3 separate regions of the Zea mays genome follow, and all the other regions are linked to region 1. A link is a contact called in public Hi-C data. All regions are on one chromosome and are shown on one strand. The core of a region is the stretch at or near the end of the contact, and the rest is flanking DNA. Distances in the headings are between cores, read along the strand shown. Region 1 holds the start of LOC100191243. Region 2 holds the start of LOC103651104 (protein MICRORCHIDIA 6). Region 3 holds the start of LOC100381556.

What was found. Hi-C and Micro-C count contacts between places; a contact is called where the count stands out from the background.
Region 2: a contact with region 1 is called in a Hi-C map of ear, with 5 times the contacts expected there. The contact joins the promoter of LOC103651104 here to the promoter of LOC100191243 in region 1. A contact is called at or near these places in 12 of 25 Hi-C or Micro-C datasets (bundle sheath, ear, endosperm and 4 more) and 1 of 3 datasets of contacts at active chromatin or transcription factors (leaf).
Region 3: a contact with region 1 is called in a Hi-C map of leaf, with 7 times the contacts expected there. The contact joins the promoter of LOC100381556 here to the promoter of LOC100191243 in region 1. A contact is called at or near these places in 2 of 25 Hi-C or Micro-C datasets (ear and leaf).

The regions. Positions count from the first base shown.
Region 1 is chr3:193,144,656-193,148,567 of Zm-B73-REFERENCE-NAM-5.0, reverse strand. LOC100191243 reads left to right here and starts at 1,280. Exons shown (of 8, transcript NM_001136677.1): 1 at 1,280-1,427.
Region 2 is chr3:193,290,108-193,293,931 of Zm-B73-REFERENCE-NAM-5.0, reverse strand. It overlaps LOC103651104 (protein MICRORCHIDIA 6), which reads right to left and starts at 1,910. Exons shown (of 18, transcript XM_008676707.4): 1 at 1,310-1,910. It overlaps LOC100279082, which reads left to right and starts at 2,150. Exons shown (of 1, transcript NM_001152132.2): 1 at 2,150-3,267. The coding sequence starts at 2,229. The coding sequence ends at 3,035.
Region 3 is chr3:193,375,845-193,379,619 of Zm-B73-REFERENCE-NAM-5.0, reverse strand. It overlaps LOC100381556, which reads right to left and starts at 2,004. Exons shown (of 3, transcript NM_001320890.1): 1 at 1,823-2,004; 2 at 736-1,242; 3 at 1-649. The coding sequence starts at 1,239. LOC100381624 (phosphoglycerate kinase) reads left to right here. Exons shown (of 4, transcript NM_001174441.1): 2 at 3,544-3,775.

The sequences.
Region 1 (3,912 bases), core at 31-2,530:
TCCCAGAATTCCCGAAGGTGAGCAGTTCAGAGTTGGAGTCCCTGGTGCACCGGACACTGTCCGGTGCGCCAGACCAGGGGACACTTCGGCTGACTTTTCCTCTCTATGTTTGGATCCTTTCTCGGTCATTTTATTGGTTTGTTGTAAACCTTTGGCACCTGTAGAACTCATAATCTAGAGCAAACTAGTTAGTCAAATTATTTGTGTTGGGCAATTCAACCACCAAAATTATTTTAGGAAAAGGTGTAAGCCTATTTCCCTTTCAATTTTTTACAGGGAATTTGGTTTGGAAAAGATAAACCGATGTAATACTCTGATTGAACTATGTCAAAGAGTAGCTAAGGAGGTAGGGTGGCAGATTTTAAGCTTTGGGAGCAATTTGCTATTCTGATAGTTGTTATTATACTCCTCAGTCGTCTTGCAATTGTATTTTTACCTTTCGTTTTTCAATTTTATGATTTTACCTCTTTGTTTTGAAAACAAAACTCTATCACACCTTGCGCCGTTATATGTAGTTGACGGGGTTAAATCTGTTGTGCAAAGACAACATATCCATGCATTTTAATTTTATTATAATTTTACCCTTCATTGTATTATGTAAGTGTGATTCTATCTTTGTTAGGGTTGCGTCCACACAAAAATAAAAAAGGGTAGTTCAGACATTTGACCTATTTCTTTTCACATTTCAAAATTTTAATTATTAATTCTAATTTTTACTAACGACATTGAGATAGAGGCCAAGCAGTAGCTTTATTTTTAAAATCAATGGATGAAATTACAAAATTAAAAAAGAGGATAAAATCACAATTATAAAACTAGTGAAGGATATAACCATAGTTGTCTCTTTTGCTATCGGCGTAGATGAAATAATTAGAGTGTAAATGGTACAGATATTATACGTATTCAAATTTAATCCATTTAAAAAGACTGAAATCTAATCCGTATTTGAGTCCGGATACTCAGTATTTCATTCTATCTATATTCTCAAAGGTAGATATTTGAGATGTCGATATCCTTCAAATCTTATACGAAACAATTTAATAATATCTGTATTTAATTCAAAGTTGAATAAAAAAATATATAAAAACAAATATAGAATAAATAGTATCCGTCCGTATTCAATACGATTACCCATAAATAATAAATAATAGTAAAGAGCCAACAAATCAATTTTATTTCTGCCTTTTGCGACTTTGGAGTAATGCGACTTTGGAGTAACAGATGTCAGTAAAAACGACTTGAGTCACTTCCGAGCCTCCGGCGAAAGAGACGCCGAGATCTACACATATCCTCGAGAGCCACTTTCGCCAAGGTCCCCATAGGCCATAGGTTGCCCTGCGGGTTTTACAAAACAAGAAGAAAAAAAATCACCTGCTCAACGGCGGCATCATCGGCAAGACGGCGGGTTTCTGTACCAATCTCAGCCTGTGCGTCCTTCTCTTTCCTTCTCTCTCTCTCTGCGATTGCTTGCTTGCTTTTACGGATATTCTAAGCTCATTTTTCTGTTGTCGAATTGAAGTTTCCGTGAATTCTAGATGGGAAACGGCGGCGATGGATTTTCTTTGTAGCCTGTCTGGGATGCCTTTCCTATGTCCTATAATTAGAAGTGATTTCTTTCTTCCTCGACGAGTTTAGGGTGTCAAAACTTGCAGATTTTTCTTTGCCAGGAAGGGTATTGTGAATTGTGATCATATATTCACACAAATCCATCCGTGAATGCTAAGGAATAACGCTGGCGCTGAATTTTCCTTGTAGCCCCATGTCCTGGGCGGTTTCCCTTGAAGGCTTGAACTAGAAGGTGTGAAATCGTACGGATGTCGATGGTGACCCACTCGCTGTCGCTGTGGATGACGACCCTCCACATGAGGGCGCCCACGTTGCTCCCCGCCGTAGTCGCGCTGGACGGCTTGGCGGCCGCGGTAGCCTGGTGGCGCCAGGGCGAGCGAGATCGTGAGGTAGTGGCCAATAGAAGACGGCACGGCGGCGGCACGCGGCCATGCGGGCGCAGTGAGACTCGATCCCCGTCGGCGGCGGCGTGGAGGTACGTCAGCAGCTTGTTGAGGCAGATCCGGTAGTAGCAGGTCGCGGTGGGCGAGTGCACCCCGGAGCCGGACGACCAGGACCGGTGGGCGGCGAGGACGAGCGCGCGAGATACCAGATTACGAAGCATAACAACTAGGCGCGCCGTGTACAGCAACGGCCAACCAGAACTACAATAACACTCTGAACGCAACAGACCCCAGACTTGAGCAAAACAACCAACTCAGACCTTAACAAACTAAAGAGCAGGTCCAAAGGACCAGAAGAAACAAGAAAAGGCTGAGCTGCACTACTGGGCCTCCCATCCGGGAATCCAGGTTTAGAGAAGAAAGCAAACAAAAGACAGGTCTCCCATATGGAAGTCCCCAACCCCACACAGTTATAGACGGCCCCTTCAATTTCTAGACGAAAAGTTTCTCGACAGAAAACCTGTAACCATTTTTTCACTGTGTTGACCATGTCTTCCAAGAGCTTGACATTGGCCCCCTTCACTAGTTTGCGCCATTACTGTAGTATGACAAAGATCTTGCAAAAAGCCTCATTAGAAGAATTCATAAATCATTTTTCTATAGCCATTTTGTTACTTATTGTCCCACATCGCAATTGAAAATTTAAAAAGTTTAATCTAGTATTTTTTTGTCATGAATAGCTATTAGCTGATCAAAGACTTCCTGGACATATTTTGGTGTATTATCCCAACTTAATGCCTCTTCGAAACAGCTCCATATAGTCTTAGAAAGACAACAGTTGAAGAAAATGTGGTTAGTAGTTTCAGGCACTCCACACAGGCAACAGTTTGTGTCCCCCTTGCATTTCTTTTTACCTAAGTCCACACCAGTTTGGATCTTATCTTGAATCAATGAAGATTTTAATTTTCATTGGAGCTTTGTTTTTCCACATCTTTTTCATTTTTTTGTCAGCCATTCCCCTGAACATAAGTTCCTGTACATGGATTTAGTTGAGACTTCTCCATACTTTTCAAAAACCCAAGTAAAGGAATCCTCTCCATTATCATTATGGATATGGATGTTCTCCAAGGTACCCATAAGCTTCTCCCACTGCTTCATGTCCCCCATCCCTGCAAGTTTTTTGAAACCTACATTCCAGCCATCCCCAGCCCAACATTCTGTTCTGCTACTGTGCGAGTTTTGTCCTCACAGATCCTATACAGACTTGGGAAATCCAATTTCAAAGGAACATTAGTAACCCAAACATCATCCCAAAAAGGCTATTTTACCCATTATTTACATTAGAGACCAAGCCCCCCTCTTTTGTCCTCACAGATCCTATACAGACTTGGGAAGTCTTTTTTGACCAAGGTCCTTGCAGTGGTTCAGGGGGCTCGTGGAGTGTTCGAACCCTTATAGATCGGGGGTCTTTGACGCCCAGGTGCTCGAGGACTTCTGGTCCTGCCCTGCATCTATAGGAGTGAATTTGGACCCCCTCTAGAGGGGACCGGAGCCCTTTGCAGCCTTTTAGATACATGTGGCGCTCCCGGACCCCATGGAGGTCTGTGGGCCTTACTAGGCCACGTGTCACATCGAGAGCCTTTTCTGGCCAGTAAGTGTCATTGTGGAAGGGTGCTTCTCCGATGGCCCCAGCGGCGGAGGCCCTGTCGTGTTACGCGTGGCAGGGGTCCCAACCAAGTCTACTTGTTTCTTTAGAGACGTTGCCTTAAACCTCTTTATAGGTGGGGCTTATAGACTGTCTTCTCCGCGTAGGCCTTAGTTTGCTTGTAGCGCCTTTGGGTACGCGTACCCAGGGGTGCTGACAATGTCGTATATAGAAACCTACCAGACGCCACCCAAATGTTGCAATATCAGCTGGATTGTCAACATTGTGGCACACAAAGGTTCCAATACGAGTCTCCTG
Region 2 (3,824 bases), core at 661-3,160, 140 kb before region 1:
CGAGCACGCAGAAGATATATGTATCATTATTTAAGAAGAAAAATGACTAAAATGGACCAGAACATGGTACAAAGATATATAAATGAGTCCATTAAAAACTCCTAAGAAATTACCAAAAGCCTACAACCCTAGAATTAAGGGTGTTAGGAGAGAGACACGCTTGGCCCCTGCCATCTCCCACGACTCTCTTCTTCCTCAGCCCTTCTAATGACGGCCTCTAAATTTGGGGTGTTATTCCCAAAGACTCAACTATTTCTATGGTTCCAAAGGGTCCAAAATCCAAGGAAGATTAAGGTATTAAGTCCCTTTTCAGCAATACCTTACACCTAGAGGTTGATGAAATTCCTCGCAAATACACATCCAATTAACAGATGGTCTATGGACCCATGTTCTTGATCAAAGCGAACATCGTTCCAGGTGTTCAAGCCATTGTTTTTGTAACTGGTCAGATAACCACATAAAAAACTTACAGTTCGATGGAGCCATGAGTGCCAAAGTCTCACACAAAGTTCAAACTGGACTAATCTAATGAAAATGCTTTCATAAGTAGCTTTAGCTTAGTGTTTGCCATCAGTTGCAAATCTGAGAATGTGTTTGTCCTCCCCTTCTTGGTGCAGCTCGATCGTGCATCGTGCATAAGACATATTATGCACGATCGAGTTGTAGCTCGACAGTACCTCATGATGACAATACCTCACGATAGGATGAAAAAATGGCAGTGTGCTGCTAGGGGTGGTAATGGATCGCGATCCAAATGGTTATTCACAAAATGGTAGGGCCCTAAATAAATTCTAGTTCAAAATGAATGGAAATAGGGTCCGATCCTTGAATTTTATAGTATAAAATTTAGAGCTCATTGTCACCCTTATGTGCTGCAGTTCGAGGAGAGAAACAAGCCAAAAGTCCGACAATTATTATTATTTACTTTAGATTTAGATGCCATCTTTCATGAATAATTAGATCATAATTTATCAATTAGCTCAGATGACGAATGGACTAGACTATCTTCAATCATATCCTCTATATGCCTTCTTTATAGTCTTATTAAAAAGATTATCTCCTTTATATCTCATTCTTCTTCTTCTTTATACTTACCAAAAACCGTATATAGAAATCGTAGCAATACACGAGCAATAAGAGGACAAAGAAAAACAAATATGAAGAAGGCACAGGTAAACCATATCTTTCAAGAACAAGAGAAAATAACAGCAAACACGCTCTAAAAGACAAAGGAAACTGAAAGGGGAGTCAGGACGCTGCATCGAGCCTGTTCTTCATACACTCTAAAAGAAAAAGGAAAAAATATTACCTCTAGAATGCAGTTCAATCTTTTTTTCCCTAGTTGCCTTTCAACTGCAGTGCTGTAGATAAATCGTATAAAAGAAAAGGCTCCAAGACTTTGAATGGTCTTGGTATGAACAGATCGTTTTTCTTCTTGCCTTCCAACTGCAGATCCTACTTTTGATATGGATCACATCAACCAACCCCAAGGCTTTTAAGGGATTTTTATATGACCAATCCTCCGATATGTCAATCGCTTGTGGCAGATGACAAAACAAAACCCTAGCACCGCAAACATGTGCTCCTCTGACGGTGGGCACCATAGAATCCAAGTTGCATATTTATAGGATAGGAAACCGCCCTAGATATTTTCGTGGTAGGAACTAACTCCAGATCTGTTCAAGAATCTGAGGGGATAAGCAGAATCCAAACCTCTGCTTGGAGATGAATCTATAAATAAATAAAATCCGGAAGAAAAGGACCAAACGGGCCTCTCTGCTGCAGCAGTGTGGCCTTATCGGCTGGGCGGCCCACATGCGGCCCTACCGTCCCGACCCAATGCTAACGCTGGGCCCAGCCACCGGCGGCCGGTCACCGCCACGGTTCAGCGCTCCCGCCTGTCCTGGTTGCCGACTCCCGGCGCGCTCCGTTCGAAGGCATCTCTTCGCGCGCCACGCGCCTAGCGCATGCCGAGCCACCGTGATCGTGCCCGACCACGTGTGCTCCACCCGCGCTCACACCCCGCCCTGCGCCCCGTCCAATCTTCTCCCACAGCAACTCGTTCCTTCCCCGCATCCCTTGCCGTACTTCGACGTCCGCACGGTCTCGGCCGCTCGCTGATAAATAAACGCAGTGACCAGTGACGCGCACGGATCAATCACGTAAAGGCGAGACCGCAAGGACACCGAGCTACTTCGAATACGAATACGAGCTCAGCCTGTTCCGAGATGGACGACGAGAGCGAGGCGAGAGCAATGCCGCGGCGGCCCACGCCGCCGTCGCCACCCCCGTGGGAGGCGCTCCACCTCGTCGCGCCGTTCCTCGACGCCGCATCCCTCGCGGCGGCGTCCTGCGTGTCCACCTCGTGGCACACCGCCTTCGCCGCGGACGACCTCTGGGCGCGGCTCTGCGCGCAGCACTTCCCCTCCGCGCTGGGCCTCCTCCCCGACACCGACAGCGACCGGCGGTGCTCCTCCCCACCCCACCGACGCCTGTTCAAGCTGTTCCGCTCCGCGTCCGTCCGCTGCCGCGCGCTCCCGGCCCCGCGCCTCGCCCTCGCGGACGTCTCGTTCGCCGTCGACGTCGTCACGGCCGGCGGCGACAGCACGCTGTCCTTCCTGGTAGCCGCGGACAAGGCCGCCCACGTCGAGAATTCCGCGGGGCTGTTCCTGTTCGGGGTCGACCTGAGCGGTCGGAACGGGGCGATCGGGCCAGGGGAGTGGCGCGTCAGGTGGACGGCGGTGCGGACGGCGGCGCGCCGCGGCGAGGAACCCGCGGCGGTCCTGATGATGGACGCCAAGGTGCCGGCGGCAAGGGCGGCAGGAGCCGTCGCCTTCGGCGGCAGAGGTGAGGCGGGGGTCTCGGCGAGGCTGCCCGCGCCCGGCTGCGGCGGCGCCAAGCTGGACGCGGAGGTGGTGGTAGAGCTGGCTGGGGAGGAGAAGGCCGTCGGGAAGGTGAGGCTCGGAGTGATGTGCGAGTGTCGGTACGTGTGCGCCGACGAGGGGCTCCGGTACCTGCAGCATTTCCTCGTGTGATGTAAAACGCACGTGATTCTTCGATGATCTCGTGCACGCGGTCGAATGAGAACTCCGCTTGAGGGAAGCAGAGTAGTGTAGCTGTGGAGGTAGTGCAATGAACTGAACCCCGAAGTCTCATTTGTTGTTTTCGCCGTTTAATAATGGTTTCATCTTGTAGTTGTTCATATACTTTTTCGGACATCTTTGTGTGTGTGTGATGATTCTCAGATTAAAGCATCTTCAAGAGTTCTCAAAACATTATCCTATTCCTTTCCAATTCTTGGTTTTGTATTCCAGTTCTTGTTTTTTTACAATATCCAAAAAAACATCTCTATCCTGATTCCTGACAGCCCAGTCAATTCTTGTTTGTTTACAATATCCAAAAAAACATCTCTATCTTGATAAGTTCGAACATACTCCGTTGATCATCTTGGTGAGCCTTGTCTTTAATCCATATTGTTTTTACTACTTCTACATTATTTTTGTTTCTATAAAGGCTTTAATTCGAAATCTGTATCGACTTTTACTACTACTACACTATTTTTGTCTCTACGAATTAGAGTTAGAGTTAGGCTTTAATCAAAGTGTGTCAATCTCAAGTGTGTGTCTCCAGTCTCGGCAGAGTTGAAACGTGTTACACTGTCATGATATATCACATCATGATCCTACCGATTCAGCTTACCTACGTTAGGTCAGATGGAGTTTATCGATGTGTATTTAGAGTTTTAGACGTTCCACTACTGTCCGTAGATAATGGTTCGGTTAAATACGTTGTTTCATATGCTGTCCGTAGGTAACGTTCGGTTA
Region 3 (3,775 bases), core at 755-3,254, 230 kb before region 1:
CCATTTTCCTTTTCCGTGTCAGCTTCATATGTTGCTTCCACTCAGCACTCTGCAAGTACCAAGTAACACCAATGTAATGGCTTGGAGATATATAATCTAGTTGGTTGTCCAGCCATCCTTCATCACCATTTTGCCCTCTAATTATGTTGTGAAATGTAATGGCTGCAGCTGCGATCTTGATTTGATTTTCTATGGGATGGAATGTGTCTACTTTTAGAATTGGGAACCTTTTCTTAAGAACACCAATGGCCCTCTCTATATGGTTGCGGAGAATTGCATGGCGATGATTGAATAACTCTTTGTAGTTTGCATAACCACTTTGTGATGAACGACTCCTCCTAAATTGACTGAGATGGTATCGAACACCTCTGTATGGTGCAATGTATGATGGTGTATTTGCATACCCACCATCTACAAGATAAAACTTTCCTTCTGGCACACTAAATCTTTTGCTAATAGCAGATCGAAGCACCCCTGCGTCTGATGCCGACCCTTCCCATCCACACGAGACAAATGTAAAATTGAGATCAAAGTCGCAGACTACCATAACATTGTGTGAAAGAGTTCCTTTTCTATTTCTATATGGAGGGGCCCTATCTTCTGCGATAGTGATGGATACATGTGTGCCGTCAATGGCACCAAGGCAATTCTGCATTAAAGGAACAAATATGAAAATATGTTGAGGACATGTGGCAATTAGCATAGGATAATTGTGTGTTTGCAGTTGTAGCTCACCTGAAAAAAGGGCATGAACCTAGAATCTGTTGCAATCCTAGCATGAGTTTGAACTGAGCTAGGAAGCTTCACAAATCGTTGAGTTAGTATGGGAACTATCTCAAAAACTTCAGATATTTTTCGATGGATAGTCTCTCCACTGTGTTGAAAAGCCTTTTGTAGCATTTGGTTACTGGCGTTGTGGGAGATCATATACATGAACATCCCAAGTTGCTTCTCAACACTAACTCCTCGTGTGTCACGTAGTAAATTCTCCCTTCTAAGAAAATTTGACGTGGCTTTGAATATTTCCTTTTCCATTCTAAACTCAGATTTGCACCAGCTCTCATGCCCTTCAAGAATTTCTTTAACCTTTTTAGCACCGGTGAGGGAGGATGTGTGGATGGGTCTTTTCTCTTCCGAGAGGTATGGGATTATAGCAGGGAGAATAACAAAGAATAGTTCATCATCATCTTCCTCCTCCTCCAACAAAAATTGCCTAACATTCTCCTCCCAAGAACCCATTATCTAGAAACATAAATTTTAATCATGGACTTATATAGATGTGCTACCTATCAATATAACATATAAAACTGATGCAAATTAAGGAAACAAATTGGAACAAAATATAGTCGTGACAATGTGAAATATAGACTTCAGATTAATGGTCGTGGGGAGTCGGGGGTGGTGTGGGGGGCAATATAATGCCGGCAAGGAGATCCAGGACGAGGAGCATATATATGGATATGAAATGTCTGTAAGCAGGGGTGCTACTCAAAAGCTCGAAGCAGCAGCTTCCAAGAAGTGAATTGAAATCTGGTTGGGTGTATTGGGGCGGGCAGGCAGCAGGCAGTTTGATCACGAGCAGACACTGACAGGATGGCGACGACCTCTAGTCTAGCTCCATGTGACAATGTGCGACCTGTGCTCAGTGTCGTCCGAAAGGCACCGCGCTCGCTCGCTCCAACTGCAATGCCGCCGTCGGCCGCCCGTCGCTTTTGGTAGCGCCTGTGATCGCTTTTGGTAGCGCCCGTCACTCCAACTGCAACTGCAACGGCGTGATCGATAGGAGGCGAGACAAGTCTAGATCTGGTAGGGTTCGACGCACCTGTGATCTGTCAGGTTGTGATCTGTCAGGGTCTGAGGCTGCTAGCGCCCAGGTCCTTCGCCGCCCAAAGCACGACCACCTCCTTCCAACTCGTGTTCGTCGCGCGTCCCAGAAATCACTGGCGGAGGGGGCAGCGACGGAGATCGCACAGCGCCGCCATTCGCGAGAAGAGAAGACGAGACGAGGCCAGAGGGATAGTGGCCCGACGTCAAGAGGCCGGGCGTCTTTCCACGCGTAAGTTGGACTCGAGGCGGGCTGAGTTCCCCACGGAGCCGCCTTCCAAACAAGCCAAAAATCAAGCCCGTGGAATCTTGTCACGTGGGCTGCTGGCCCAGGGAAAATGCTGGGTTCCCGACGGGGAAACGGGCTGCGAAACCAGCCCTTATGGGTCGGTTGGATCCCTTCATTTTGAAGGAATTGAAATTTACTTAATAAACTAATTAATAGAGTAGGTTATTTAGTTTGGAATTTGATGTTCCACCGCTTTCCCAAGTTCAGGTGTGAAAATTGATTTTATGTATCACTAGTTTATGTTTCTATTCTGCAACTTATAATATGTTACTCGGCTCGCTCCCGGTAATAGAAATGTAGCATATAAATATCTCACACATATGATCAACAATAGTATACAAATAAATTCTATATAAAATTATATTAACTTAATTGATCTATGCCTAAATTAGGATTATTATTTTCTCGTTCTTTGTTTTCCCCACTGTGGATGTGCAGGGTCGCCCTAAGGGTGTTACTCCCAAGTTTAGCTTGGCTCCCCTTGTACCAAGGTTGTCTGAATTTCTAGGTATACAGGTACCTTTTGCTTTCACAATGATACAAATATCAAAATTAGAGCTCATCTATTGCTTTATTTATGTTGAGTATATCGTGTGCACATGCACAAATAGGTGATAAAGGCAGATGATGTTGTTGGACCAGAAGTTGAGAAATTGGTGTCTGCATTGCCAAATGGTAATGTTGTGCTCCTTGAAAATGTTAGATTCTACAAGGAGGAAGAGAAGAATGACCCAGAGTTTGCAAAGAAGCTTGCCTCTTTAGCAGATCTTTATGTGAACGATGCCTTTGGAACTGCTCACAGAGCACATGCGTCAACTGAGGGAGTTACCAAGTTCTTGAAGCCCTCAGACTAGCTCCAACAATGAGCTCTAAAGGGTCCTGTACCCTAAATTTAGAGGATGAAGACGTCCTCTACCCCTCCAGCAGCGTCCTCTAAACGGTCCTCTAAATTTAGAGGACGCTGCTGGATCCTCTATGTATAGAGTTCCTCTAAACGGTTCTCTATCTATTTGAATACTTTAAACAACCGTTTTAGTAAAACTAAAATATGTACAATACATTTGAGAGTATGACAAACACGTATGTACAAAAATTTAAAAATAAAAATGTCTTTAATATATGTATTTACATATAGGGGACGTGATTTAGAGGACGTTGTTGGAGAGGAAATAAATATAGGGGGTAGAATCTTTTAGAGAAGACTGTAAAGGACGAATATAGAGGATGTATATAGAGGACGTTGCTGGAGACAGTCTCAGTCGCAGGGTTCCTTTTGCAGAAGGTTTGTGTATTTTATGTCAATATATGAATCCTAACCATGAAAAGTTTAAAGAGCAAATGCTATTATTTCCTTTTATTTTCCTGTATTTCTCTTACATGCACAGGTTTGTCTCTTCAGTTTCCTGATCTTCTACACAAAATAAAAATAGCAGGAGCTTGATTACCTTGTAGGAGCTGTTTCAAACCCCAAACGACCATTTGCTGCTGTTATTGGTGGCTCCAAAGTGTCATCTAAGATCGGAGTTATTGAATCACTATTGGAGAAATGTGACATCCTTCTTCTGGGTGGTGGTATGATCTTCACGTTTTACAAGGCACAAGGGCACTCAATAGGTTCTTCCTTGGTTGAAGATGACAAGCTTGAGCTTGCGACCTCTCTCC